2 separate regions of the Bicyclus anynana genome follow, and region 1 is linked to region 2. The links are chromatin contacts, called in public Hi-C maps. All regions are on one chromosome and are shown on one strand. Each heading gives the region's core, a stretch centred on a gene start, on an enhancer-like site or on the middle of the called end of the contact. The rest is flanking DNA. Distances are from core to core; before and after follow the strand shown. Region 1 has its middle 22 kb from the start of LOC112044083. Region 2 overlaps LOC112044082.

What was found. A called contact is a pair of places that touch in the nucleus more often than the background predicts.
Region 1: a Hi-C map of whole body shows a contact between it and region 2, with 2.3 times the contacts expected there. The contact joins two enhancer-like sites. A contact is called at or near these places in 2 of 2 Hi-C or Micro-C datasets (whole body and whole larva).

The regions. Positions count from the first base shown.
Region 1 is chr19:14,813,859-14,821,477 of ilBicAnyn1.1, forward strand. No RefSeq gene overlaps it. Among protein-coding and RNA genes, the nearest start is that of LOC112044083, 22 kb to the right of the region's middle. Within about 2 kb of position 2,658, at least 4 of the 8 cell types and tissues checked have open chromatin away from gene starts, as enhancers often do.
Region 2 is chr19:14,721,828-14,728,746 of ilBicAnyn1.1, forward strand. LOC112044082 reads right to left here. Exons shown (of 5, transcript XM_052887236.1): 3 at 4,562-4,663; 4 at 2,890-3,084; 5 at 1-2,143. Among protein-coding and RNA genes, the nearest start is that of LOC112044102, 9.4 kb to the left of the region's middle. Within about 2 kb of position 2,909, at least 7 of the 8 cell types and tissues checked have open chromatin away from gene starts, as enhancers often do.

The DNA of each region.
Region 1 (7,619 bases), core at 1,408-3,907, 92 kb after region 2:
ACGATGCATGCGGACATTGAGATTTACTTTAACAGTTATTTCAATACTATTCAAGTCTTATAGAATGAAGGTCTGTAATCGCCAGACCTCTGTCTTTATTGTTCTTCGGCTTATATGAGAAGTCATGTTATCTCAATAGATGAGTTTCTCTTCTACTATAATGGTGTCTGAAGATCTTAAACCTTATATGTACAATTAGGTGTGATTTTCAATATTTGTTTTGATGTTTTATTGCACAAAGAATTAAATTAATTAGGGGAAATTATTGCTTTGAGGCATTTACTACCTGATTTATTTTTTTCGATGTGGACATACGAGTAATAAAATAGTGGATAACTTTTGGTTACCTGTTAGGTACCTCCCAAAGCCAATACGATACTAATTCCATAGTTGCAAAGAGTACTTATGTATGGTAACAGCATGGGCTGACCTGTGACGTGCACAAGGCTTTTAAATAAGGTAGGCACCATAAGTACAAATTTTGTAAAATTTCTTCTTACAGGTTTGTATTGAATGCTCAGGGTATGCAGTGAATTTATGCATCTATTCTATGAAGTGCGCACCACTGAGGCTGACAAGCTTTCAGCTTTTATAAGACAATTGAGCACAAACTAAGAAATAGTAAAACAGAAAGCGTCAATAGATAACAATCAGAGCAGAATTGAGAGCAACGTGCCGAGCAGAGATAACATAGAGTGTGCATGATGCATGTTGGCGTTGATAAGCCTTAGAACTTACCCACTTCAAAAAGTATTTGATGTCTATGGCTAACGTTCACTGAAAGAATGCTTTCCAGGTGTGTGATTCCGCTGTTTTTTACTCGCAATTTAATATTCGCCTATATCCAATTTTATTAGAATTTAAACTTTATATCACTATGCATCTTCGTTGATGCCACTATCAACGAAGTTGCTTGGAAATGAGCGATGTCACATCGCTGTAATTTTACAGAATGCAACGGCTGACAGCTCACAATCCAATAGATGATGTAACCTTGATGTGATGATGAATATAGAGAAAAATACTAACTGTGTGCTATGAAATATTGAGCTTTTTCTCTCTTCCATGAAATTCTCAGTATATTCAGAGTCCGTGGTATTTCACTCCCGTGCCTTGTTGAGTACGCTAAGTCGTAGGGCATCGTTGTTTGGGAGTTTCTCCACTTTTGTGGTTTTCTTTTTATCTTATTATGGTTATTGTTGTTGATGTTCTTTAGTAACTTATTAACTAATAAAAAAAATAACCAAGAATGTTCAAATATCATTGAATAGCTCTAAGTACCCCAGTTTCCGGTATCAAGAGTACCAATGCTAATTCACATATTAAACCCCATGACTTGTCAGTATAAACAGTTTGGATTTATTTTAACCTTTATTAGCACACATTGAATACGTAAGTATAACAGTTGTAGGTAAATGTACGTTGACACTGTAGGCGATGTGATCGCCTATAAAAAATATTTGACGCTGCTGCGGACTGCTCCTGCCATGACTGATTCACTCAGGCCAAAACACGCTTTCTGAAAGCGTTCGCTCTATCTTCTTCTGCCTCTGGGGAAGAAATGCTTGTGCGCTCGTAGGAAACCCTCCAGTGAAATACTCAATCAGAAAAAAAGCCGTGTTAATAAGATAACAATATGTAAACTTTGCGTTAACCATTTTCAATCACAGGTATAAATTAGATATGATGATGATTAAACATGCTCCATTTCCAGACAACAGATTCCCTTCTTTATACATATCCAGAAGGTTACAAGAAAAGAGCATTGAATCCCCTACTCGATTGGTACCACCATCAGAATGGTTGGTTAGCAATATCGAGCATGAATCAGTTACAGTTTATATCATGCGTAGGTGCAGCGGAATAAAGGTGGGGTACGTTATCAATCCGTGTTATACGCCATCACTTAGACCGTACCTCATAAATTCCGTACCCAAAGTAGACATTAGGGGGCCGTGCGGAGGGTCGACGGCGCAGGCGGTCGTTAACGGTGGGTACGTTTTGATTCAACCGACTTCTACAGATGACCTTGTTGAGTATTCAAGGAAAGTGAAACGGTTACCAAAGACCGTGCTTCGGTTGTTTGACTTTGAATGTATATGCCTAATTCTTAAAGTAAATAAATACAAAATAAATTTAGATCCCTTTCTAACCGCGCGTAGACCGCGTGACTTTTGTTGAGAAAATGGACAAGAGGCTGTGATGGCCTGACCAAAGAGAGAAAAATGTAGTGAAAGAGGGACTGGGGTGCTGACATGATTTATACTTGGAGGGTTAAGGGACTGGATCTTTCAAAGCTCCTCCCAACGCTACCAATTTACGATCATCAGGCTGTCAACCAATCAGGTTCACGAATTTGATTTCGTGATATTTGAGGTTATTAACGTGATTTCGTTGTACCATTTTAGACTAGGAAAAAAACAAAAAATCACTGCCATGTTATGTAGCGGTTATGGACATGCTGATTTCCACTTTCTACGGTATTGCGAATATACTCAAATGTTTAGACTTCAACAACATTGTACGTTTCTCACGCTCTACAGTTTTCGTGCGAATAATTTTCTCTCATTAATTAGCCGATACCAGAGATAGGTAGTGCTGCCAATGTCGAGCCTTAACGGAATAATAACGACGTAACGATGCGTCAGGCGCCGCTAATATGGAGGTGACGACTCGAGCATGCGGCAATAAACATTGCGATCGCATCAATCCTGTTCCCTGTAACGGAGTTAAAGTCTCATTAACTTGAAACTGTAGGATTAGAGAGATTTTCTGAAGTCAGAAATCTGTCTTAGAAGTCAATCTAATCAGAGCATGTCCGTGAAAGCTTCCAACCGATTTCTTAAATGGAAGAGGCTTGAGAGAATTAGTTTGGGCAGCAAAATCGACTAGAAAGCCGTTAAGGCAAACGTCATTCTGTTTTTTAATTCTATGACAAGTTAGCCCTTAACTGCCATATCACTTGAAGCGGTTTTACTTTAGCGAAAGACCTATAAACGTATTCTGCCAATACCTCTGAAGGTTCCTACGCGGCATCGTAGGTACCCACCGGAACTTTACATCGCGTGGTAACTAGCCACGGCCAATACCAGATATTTGTTTGTAATGTGTTCGAAGAAAATTACCATCGTCAAAATAATCAGCTTATTTGAACAACCTATTACAGAGCCAGGCTAAATGAGAAAGGATATGGAGGTTAAGCGCACCACTCAAGGGTCATGTCTACTCTTCATTAACGTCTATATTAACGAACTATCCGAGGCACAGGGGGCATGTGGGGAATGAGGGGCACACAACTAACTTCCCATCTTCATTAAAAACTTCTTGGAAAAGCACAAAATAGCTTGTCGCTGGTTTCGTACCCACGACCTCGTGATTCGAAGACATACACTAACTACCTACTGGATTAATAAGACGTTTATAATGCTAGCCACTTCATCATTATCAACCCATATTCGGCTCACTGATGAGCTCAAGTCTCCTTAAGTCCACCACACTGGCCCAATGCGGATTGGCAGACTTCACACACGCAGAGAATAAAGAAAATTCTCTGGTATGCAGGTTTCCTCACGATTTTGACACACAACTGAAAAGTTGGAGGCCCCGGACCGGATTCGAACCCACACCCTCCGGAATCGGAGGCAGAGGTCATACCATCCAATAAATCCACGTGCCGCAGCGCTAAAAGCAGGACATTCGATAAAACTGATCGTGTGTTAGTCGCGATCTGCAGGCACACAGGCTTATTGGATGGTGAGTGGCAAGCATAAGTGTATGTGGAGAATGATTTTCTAGGCATATTTGTATTTACCTGAAAAAGTATCATTATGCAATGAGAAGTGCCGTCTAATGCAGTTACCGGTGCAGTGTGTGAGCCACGCCTCGTTGCTGATCTGGAAACCAGTTCGAAGTATTCGCTAATTATAGTGTAAGAGCTTCCAGAGACATAGGACGCTTTGTGACACAGTTCGATCGGGGAAGTATGAACGCCGCCAAGTTGTATATTTTGTGTTTAGGTCTGAATTTGCAGTGGAAATGGAAAGTGGAAAGGAACATAGAAATTGTCCGTTGGTTTTTTGTTTTTGTTGAGCTATGAAAGATGTACTTTTCTCTTGTAAAGAAGAAGAAGAAAAAAGAGAAAAAGCTTTCTCTTGTAAAGCAGAAGAAGTCACGCGGTAGTTGGTATAAGTATAATCGACTAACGGCCTATGATTTTATGTTACTCGGTGAAAATGAAGTTTTCTTAATGTTAAAGAATTTTTTAAATCGGTCGAGTAGTTTTTGAGTTAAATCGAAACAAAAAAACATTTTTTACGATTAGGTACCTCTTTATACCCAACACTAGTTTAGAAAAAAATCGTTGCTGAAAGAATTAATGTATGTACATGTCAATGGATACTTAAAACCATGCATTACGACAGTCGTCTCTAAGACTATAAAGAACTTGTTTCGAGAAAAACTGTTACAAGTGAAGTAATTATACCTTTCCCAGCGGCGGGACAGTTTCCACTGTCGTATCATCGAGCATGACACTGCGATATACAGTAACGGGGGTAATATCATTAGGTTTTAGTAGCTACTTTCTGAATAGTAGGTACTTACGGCACTTTACCTTGATAATGTCTGCAACAGAACAGCTTTTAAGCACCTTACCCAAGTGCGGAAAAGCGATGATAAGAGCTTTTATCATAGGACAGCAAGGCAGCACAGCAGTGGCGTGCACTTCATACATGCATTAAAGTACTACATACCCTAAGAGTTGTCTTCTTAGTGCCTATTAAAATACAGATTTTTCCAGTTTGCTTAATTTTATTACTAGTGCATACCCTGATCGACAACCTTATGCACCCCACTGTCGATTTGTTGACCCTTTGGGCGCGTACGAAATGTTTTGTTTTTTGCACTGAGAAGATATGGAATGCCCTTCCAGCTGCTGTATTCCATACCTGGTACAATGTGGGAATCTTCAAGACTAACAGTGAAATTCATAGCCATAGACGTTATAGGGGCATCCCCAGGGAATGATTCAGCGGCTGAGTATTAAATAGAACCTCTAGTTATCTGAGAATTTGAAACTCAGCGGGTAAATGATCCCCTGGGGGTGCACCTAGAACATCTATGAATTTCACTGTAAGAGTGAATAGGCAAACGTATATATTATTGGCGGCCTCTTCGGTCGTCATGCGTGATCCTAAAAAATCCCTTGTGATGGATGTTATAAACGATGGTTTAATTCAAGATCTAGCCATCCATTTTCTCAATCCATCAATCTTTAGTAAAGAAAAAACAAATTAATCGTACATTTTGTCCTTTACGGTCGACCATGAACGTAATTTTTCCATGACACTGCCTATTACAGCTTCCACATTGCAATATCTCTATTAGAGTGGAGTTTATAAATAAAACAACAAGTAGCCAAGTGACGGGTAAGGAAGGGGTACACAATAATCACATTCCTCGCCCTCCCCCTCCCCGCTTCCCCCCTACGTCTCCTCCACCCGCGCTGTGTCCATCGGCAAATATCTTTGGAACGAACCTAATGGGCTATTATTGATAGGTCCAAGTTGTAAGAAATCATTGAATAAGTATCTTGCTTGATGGAAAATTGTGATGGACTGATGAGTAAACCGGACAATACTGCCACAAGTGTCAATGCGTTTTTTGGCACGTTTGTCACTTTTATTTTTGTCTAATCCCCAGAATAAAAAGCTGAAGTTGAAGCTCTACCTCTTATTTCCGTATAGTCTAATCCTTTCACTAATTTCATCCATTCTTATAGAGATAAAATATCTGTGTTAAATCCGCTAACAGCTCATATCATAATGCTGTTTCCATTCCAGTCGCTCTCTGGTTCGAGCCAAGAAACCTCGCCCCGGGCACTGGAGAGTCTTACACTTAATTCCTCACTTATTTTTTAAGTTCCAACTTCCAATTACTGTTATCGTTGTATTCCATCGGCGGGTTGTGTTTGCAGTGACAAATCTGTTTTATTCATCTGGCATTTGACGTATCTATCTTTGACTCTGGACAGCTTGCTTTAAATAGACGCAGCGTTAATTATAACTTAATATTTAATCGAGCAATTCTTGGGTATATTTTATGTTTCATGATATTTGGATAAAATTTTTTGTGAGGCAGGTGCCTCATGAAACGCAACAAAAATAATTAAGAAAAGGTATTTTAAACACATTCAAAAAGTATCCGTAAAGTAAGTGGCTATCACAATAGGTCGAAAGCGGTCGAATTGATACAGGTACCCTTTGACGACCTGCAGAGCTGATGCATCAAGAAGAAGATAATATAATCTCTGTTTGCCCGAGCTGATCTCTGGAACAGCTGATATAACTGAAATGGTAATTTCACCGGAAGAATTGAAAATGAATATATAGGCTATTTTTATCCCGGAAAATAGCTTCCCAAAATAAATTTTCCTTTAAAATTCGCAAAAATATTATTGGCAAGAATATGGCTTCATAATATTCGCAATTGCATTAGTTATATTGTCGGTTCTATTCTTTACAATACAAGATACTAACAAGAAGAAGGAAGCTCGGTCTGTAAGCGAGACGCAACACGACTTTAAATTATCGGTTCCACGAAACATTACTTCAAGTTCCTCAACTTCTTATTAAGTTGCAGTCCAAAAGAACGTGTCCGTCGCTACTTTGTAACAAACGACGCGGTGACAGTAATGAGTAGTGACAAATATTTTATTTGCTTTTTGCTATGGACTGAATAGAAGGCCTTACTGACGAGTAGATACAGTATGCATTGCGTGGATGGGTTCCTTAGGTACTTCGATCCAGTTCAGGAAAAATATAAGTAAAAAAATATTTTTAGGGGCGTGACTGCCAAAAGTGTACGATTAAGAAGAAGAAAAAGAGTTTAAGAAGAAGAAGGGGATTGAGGATCAGACCTTCTTGAGTTTACTAAGACCATTAAAAAGAATGGACTTGTTTCGCACCCAAATTCACCAGCAAAAAAGTCTGTCGTTTTTGAAGGGGGACGAGGTAAACTCACACATCGAAAACCTTTAACACCATTAAGTATATTCTGTGTCCATACACTACACACAATTATATAGCGTAGCGTAGTTCTAGTACTTAGAAGTATTACGAATTGGAAATGAAGTAAAAGGAATTTCATATCCACGTAACCACGATGAAATGATGGGATCATCTGTAATATCACTCCAACATTTATTATAGCGCTGCAATCTAACTAAATAATTTTCGAGGTACTGTCTCGAGTACTTGTAAGTTCTTAGTGCTGGCTGGTCGGATATCCCCCGCTGTTGAGAGCTGTTCAGCGCTGCACGATGACCCTGGCTGCGGCGAGGCGTCTCTGCTTCTACAATATGTTAATATAAAATCGGGTCGAGTGAAGCTGATCATATAATTATGATTGAACTTCACTTCCAGGTAAGTTCGTTTGACCCTTAATTATATAGCGTAGCGTAGTTCGGCAGAAATGTTCTGTGACCAAAACCATAATTATTTGCGCCCGGGTGGTGCAGTGTGACGCATGGCGGGTGCTGGGGGGTCATCGGCCGGCCCATTGAAATGTTTCTTGTCCCGCATTGACAGAATGCTGCGCCGTTGCTTATGGCCACTTAATTA
Region 2 (6,919 bases), core at 1,659-4,158:
AATCGAATTGACTCTGGCACGGATGTTGAGGGTATGGGAGACCGTTTTCCTGCATATACGGCATCTGATGAGGTACTTGTCTATTGGGTATGTCGTGGAAGTAAGCGTCTTTTGGGATCATTCTTAAATCGTGAGGGTAGTTATGAGTTTGTACTTGGGGCGCTGGGGACTGAGACTTTATTGACATGGTCTCGTAATTTGGGAGAGGTAAAGTTTGAAGCAGATTGGTATTCCTCATCGGACCAGGTTGGTTTCTACTCCGTATAGGATTGTCGTCTTCATCGCTACTCTCTGAATTATTGCCATTTTCTTTGGGCGGAGTGTGAAAGGATTTTCTCGTCGGGAATGGTATTAAATTATGCAGACTGAAACGTTTGGATTTTGGTGGTTTATCTTTCAATATTGGTGCTGGTCTTAACGGCTGTTGTGGCATTTTTAAGATAACAGGTTTTGTTTTAATTGGCACAGTTGCTTCCTTTTCTGTTACTTTTCTGGGTAACGGATTTCTTTCCGGTGATATGTGTCTCTGTTGATGTTCCACCTGAGCTACCAATTCTTGAACTGATCTACGAGGTTCCCTCTCTTTGTTGCAGTCTTCCCTGTAGTCAGGTTGTTTAGAAAATTTTATGTAACCATCCTGAGAAATGTCCAGTGATTTTGTATTTCTTACCAGAACATCGGACATTTCTTTTTCCAGTGCCACCCGTTTTCGAATATCATCTGCTGTTCTTTGTAATACTTGACTTTTCCACGTAGTTTCATTTTGTTGGTCTATTTGACTATTTGTTATGTGTTCCTCTGGGTTGTTGGTACCTATGAAATCTGATGGATGATGACTGCTACTTGAAGATACGGCTGCCATGTTTCTGCATGACGATAAGTGTCTTTCGTTATACGGGAGGTCAGATACTGGGGATTGTGATACGGAGACTTTATTAGCTCTAACGTGAATTTCTGCTGTGACATTCGGAGAAGTACCTTGACTGCAACTTGTGTGAGGCGTGGAATGGGAAGATCTAGAACACCGACTGGGTCCGACGTCCAACTGATCACTGCTTCTCGAGTTTTTAAGCAATTGCTTCCGTCTTGGACTTCGAGGTGATTTACTATCTAATTCCTCCGTACTTTTAGATGTGGCTTTATATTCCAAATCTTTGGCTATATTTTCACACTGCGCCATGTTTTCATTAAAACTCTTAATAATTCTATTGACATTGTTCCATTCATCGTTACCACCATCTAATATTTCGAGACTTCTTGTTCTTTTTATTGGCGGTATATCTAGCGATCCTTTTGGACTGAAGTCTAGTTTCTTCACTCTTTCTGACGCTCTGAACATCATGCCCCGCGACAACCATTGCTCCAAATGTTTATGCCTCTCCTTACACAGAGCTCTTTCGGCAGCAACGAATCTCGTTAATTCTGATATTTGACCTTGAGTTTTCATTTCTAAATCTGTAACTTTCTGATCTAATTTCTCATGAGCTTTATCGATATGACGTTTCAGGTCTTTTTTGTCTTCATTGAGCTTTTCTTCCATATGTTTAAAGAACGGCGCGCAATAACACGTGTATCCGGCTCCGATTGGACCTTTCTTTATATTCCCTGCTAAGTCCAAGTAGTATTGTTCGCCTTTTTTTAATGGTTCGGTGGGTAGCGAGTTTAACTTGGGTTTGGGGAAATATTTGGGGTCCGGGTAATAGTGACATCCATACGGCGACCATTGCACTTGAGGTTGTGGCGTTTCGAAATGCACACTTTTCTTTTTTTTATCTTTGCTTTTATCTTTTTTCTTAGCGTCATCAGGTTCGTCTACAGTTCTTTCTTTGCTTTTGTCCCTGTGCCTGTCTTTCTTTTTGGATTGTTTGGCGACTGGTGTGTTAAGGATGCTGATTATTTCTTCTAAGCCTTTTCTGGTGGCGATGTCTCGCGCAGTTTCGCCTTGATGGTTCTTGAGGGACTTGTCGCAGCCTGCTTCGAGGAGGATTCTGGTCAGTTTTCGTCTGCCCATGGCGGCCGCTATGTGTAACGCCGTGTCACCGTTTTTGTTCTGCTCGGAGACGCGGCACTGCGCAGAGATGAGGATCCGAGTGACGCCCGCGTGCCCGTAGCGCGCCGCGGTGTGCAGCGAAGTGTCGCCATACTGCAACACACAATATTTACTATCAGTATACATTTTATTGAACAGTAAAAATAGATTTATACACTTTCTGGAGTCTTTATTGGTTTCAACTTTTATCACCAATATTACGCCCCATAAATGTGCATGATCTATGTTTATCGATGATCAAATGTAATCGATTACGCTCCTTAAACGCTCATAATTATTATGTGTTTTATAGACGCAATAAAATTTAACGATGTCTTTAATACTTCATTATCAGCTAATGGAGTTTTGTCTAAAGATAGTCACAACCCGACTCATATGAGATAAAACATCATTTCCGGTTATAAATACAGAGTTACGGCATACCTACTACCAACTTCGTTCTAGTGGATTCGCGGGAACTTCTATTAATACGAGTAAGTATCAGTTATCTCCACATTTCGTAAGTGCCAGACTCTAGTTCTGCGTGGCGAACACAACAGACGGGCGCTCGCAGGAATCTCCGCTAACCTCGCTATGCGGTGGGCAAAGAACCACACGGACTTGACCACTCTGCCGTTGTCGTTCATCGCCTCGACTAACACAGGCTCGATCTCGACGCGGTGAACACCACACCAACTCGAAGCCGCAGACCTAAGTGGTCCGTCCTAGTGCACCTTCTGTATTTGCAGGCGGCGTTGAGATCCACAGAAAGTGCCAACCCCTGTTAACCCACATTCCCAGGGTTAGACGCGAAGGGTGAAGGTTGTCTGCGCATCCGCTAGTCAGTAGTGGGCACGTACGTTGTTCTGCAGGTCGGGCGGCGCGCCCGCCAGCAGGATCTCGCGCGCGGACTGGTTGTGTCCGTTCTGCGTGGCGAGGTGCAGCGGCACGAAGCCGGCCGCGTTGCGCACGCGCAGGTCGCACACGCGCGCCAGCGTCGCCACCGCGCGCGAGTAGCCCTTCCACGCCGCCTCGTGCGCTGCCGTGTTGCCGTGCTGCAAACGAACGATACAAATCTTAATTAAAAGTCAACAGAAGTGCCGTAGAGATACCTTGGTTCTAGAGCTTTCTGTAACTCTTCCGAGGTATCATCGTGCTTATTCTTGCATTTACGCCAAGTTGATGGACCCGAAGCTGCACTTGTAGGACGTATGTCTTGCAAATTGTTATACGTGTACCAACTCGTAGTTGGTACACGTATAACAATTTATACTGCTTAATCTGGACGTAATTAGTGTCAGACAAATTATTGTATAGGACCTGCCTCGCTTGACGTTACTTTTCTGTCAAAGTATGTGATCAACGATCTAATGCGATTATAAAAACTGTCTCTATAGTATCGATGTTAAATAGTTGTAATCGTGTTCGTCGGTTAAAGAGCTCCGTAAAAATACCTTTCTATGTAGTTGAATGGTGTAAAAAACGGAATTAAAAAATCTCTGTTATGCAGGTCACAATGTTTTCCTTCACTGATTGAGACACGTGATATTTAATTTCTTAAAATGCACACAACTGAAAAGTTGGAGGTGGCATGTTTTGGACCGGATACAAACCTGCGCCCTCCGGAATCGGAAGCAATAATGAGTATGAAAGTTGGATAAGATACTTAATTTATTTTTATAACAACGGCACATCTTATTATGTTATCGAACGTACGAGATGCAATGTTGGAGTTTTCCTTAGCCATAGGAATAACAGGATATGAGAGAATAAGGAACAATTAATCAGATTAATAACATAATGGTATCTGAGAGACGGGTAAAGAATCAGAGGTAGTAGGATAGCAGATCCAAAATGGCAGTATTATGGCAGAGTTATTTTAACCGTAGATAAAGCGGCATACAAGGTTTCATATTCTTCTATAAGCAATGAACTGCGTCACTGGCCGACTCAGAGCGACCTGGGTCGCGCCGGACTATGAGACCTCGCAGGTCCTGACGGGTCACGGCTGCTTCCGGAAGCGCCTACGTGACATGTGCCTCAGCGAGACTGGCGACTGTGTGTGTGGGCTGGCGGAGGAAGACCTCCACCATGTCCTGTGGGAATGCGGCGAGTACGAGGACCTCCGGAGTGCAATGTTGGAATGGATTGTCAGAGAAGAGGCGGGACCAGTGTACTACCAGGATCTTGTTAGCTCGGCAAGCTAGGAGGAGTAGGAGTTCGCGCATCGGTGGCACACGAGGCGGAGCGCTCTGGACCGTTGACCACCGGTCAAAGGTGATGCATGGACCGCGGCGGGCAAGCGGATCTCAACGTCGTGTGTCGTCCAGCCCCAGAAGGGGGAGAGTGAGTATCAAGGGAGAGAAAAGATAAATTAACTTGTAGGGAGACAAGAAGGTGTCCCGAGAACACGCAAAAGCAAGTACCGGGTTCGCCCTCCCTCGATTCGGCCCAAATTACCGAGAGGTTGAATGGGCCATGGGAGGTGGTGGGTTATTCTGTAACTAAGGAACAGATGGAAACGATAGTCACCAGTCGGTCCTGCTTGTCGGGGTCGGCGCCATGCTCCAGCAGCAGCTGCAGCACGTCCACGTGCCCGTCCGCCGCCGCCCGCTGCAGCGCGCTGCACCCATTCTGCAACAAGCAACATCATCATCACCATCATTATCATCATCATCAACATGATCGCTAACGCTTCGACAACTAGAAAGACTTATGGGAATGGCATTTGCTATCGACAGGTCACGTGATCAAGATCTGTCATTCCCATACATTTTTCTAGTTATCGAAGCGGTAGCGATCGTAGAAAGAGAATCGACGTGCCACTTAGCTAGGGGGCAGGCCTCCATCTGCAGGTTTCCTCACATGTGTTTCCTTTACCATGATATTTAATTTCTTAAAATGCACATAACTGAAAAGTTGGAAGTAAATGCCCCGGATTCGAACCTACATCTTCCGAATCGGAGACAGAGGTCATATCTACTGGGCTATCAGTATCACATCTCTTACCTACTACTTGAATAGGTTTTCAAGTTAGCCCTTGACTACAATCTCACCCTGCTGGTATGATGGTAAGTGATGATTCAATCTAAGATGGAAGCGGGCTAACTTGTAAGGAGGGGGATATTTTCATCCCCCTCCACACCCTTTTCGTTTTCTACTCGATATCGTACCGGAATGCTAAATCGCTTGGCGGTACGTCTTTTCCGGTAGGATGGTAACTAGCCACGACGGAAGCTTCCCTCCAGCCAGAACTCGACCAATTAAGAAAACCACAATCAGCCCGGCCGGAGATCGAAACCAAAACCTCCGTCTTGCAAATCCACCGCGCATACCACTGCGCCACGGAGGCCGTCAACTTATGTGACTAGACCTTCCATAATTACCTTTGCTAGGAACATGAGCAGACAATTAGATTTTATAAAAAAAAAGGTCTAGCCATGACAGGCTCTTAAGCACACTAAAATTCAAGCTGAACATTCTTTCTGACATAGATAGCATACTTTCTAACGAGTTGTGTGTTGAAAAAATGACTTCCCGCCACTAGTTTCAACACAATTACGTATATAGCGATTAAATAACAAATAATGGGATATGAAATGAAACTTTTCTGGTCATTAGCGTTTACGGTCTCGATATAACGGGAAATGAAGACAATAATTACGTAAGCAGCCCACTGCCTATCGATACACCTTGCGTAATTACACAGTACACAGCATAGCTGAGGGGACGTTACGAAATGTCACTGTTGTGCGCTATAGTACGTACCAGGGGCGTAGCTAGTGACGTACCTATCAACCGTATCAATGAACGGCCTCCGGAATTCAGGGACCCCTTACGCGTGAAAGCAAAATTTTTTATAAAGTAATCTAAACCTTTAAAAAAGTAAAAAAACAATACATTATGGTGAAATAGTTAGGGTAAAGTAAAAAAGATTTTACTTGCTGCTCGTCTATTGGGCCACCAACTAATTTTGATCCAGGGAGCCTTTAATGCACGCTACGCCACTGGTAGGTTCGTCAGTCAACGATATTTTAAACTAGAGATAGGGCACTAGCATTAAAACTGAGGCGGACAAATGTGTAATAAATGTGTGATCCCAGGACCAATCAAGGAAGAATCAAGAGATTCGAAACCACAGAAGTTAACTACTGGATCAGCATTTGTTCAGATTTGAGTTTGACTCCTTATTGAGCCTTCAATTACTTAGGTACAAGTAATTATTTAACCGTTGTGCTGATGCTTTTAATTGATACGAACGGAATGCTTCTATAGGCAAGTTTATAGTGTTTCCTGTTCATTTTATTAATTCATTCATGCTTTTATCTGATGCAAATGAATGTGGTAGCCACTAGTGCTGGATTTTATTATTTTTACTACTTTAGTTGAAATGTACGTACTATAATGCTGGAGGCAGATTGACAGCCTTGCCGCAACGCAACGCAGGGAATAGGGATGATACAGTTTTTTAAATTGTCTATAAATTAAGAGAATGCTAATAGTAAAGCAATTTTGTAAAAGTAACAGGGTACCTGCGATCATTACTTTCGGAGCTACAGGGATTTAAAGGCAGATTTGCGGCGCTGCCGCGGATCCCTGAAAAACGCCCTATACAAAATGGTACGATCTTATGACGTCGTAGGCAATTAATGATCGTTAGATTTGTATGGGCGTTTAAACAAAATTACTAATATCTTTGTTATTTCTGCGTTTATGTTTATAGTTCAAATATTAAAAAATGTCACGTTTAATGTAAGGAAGCTAAAAATGTATGAATTTTCATCTAATTACGATAAAAGATTTTTAATAGATTTTGAAATTTTATAATCTTATTTATTTTGCGAATATCCAGTCAATCTTTGCTTTTTATGTATAAATTAGTTAACATTG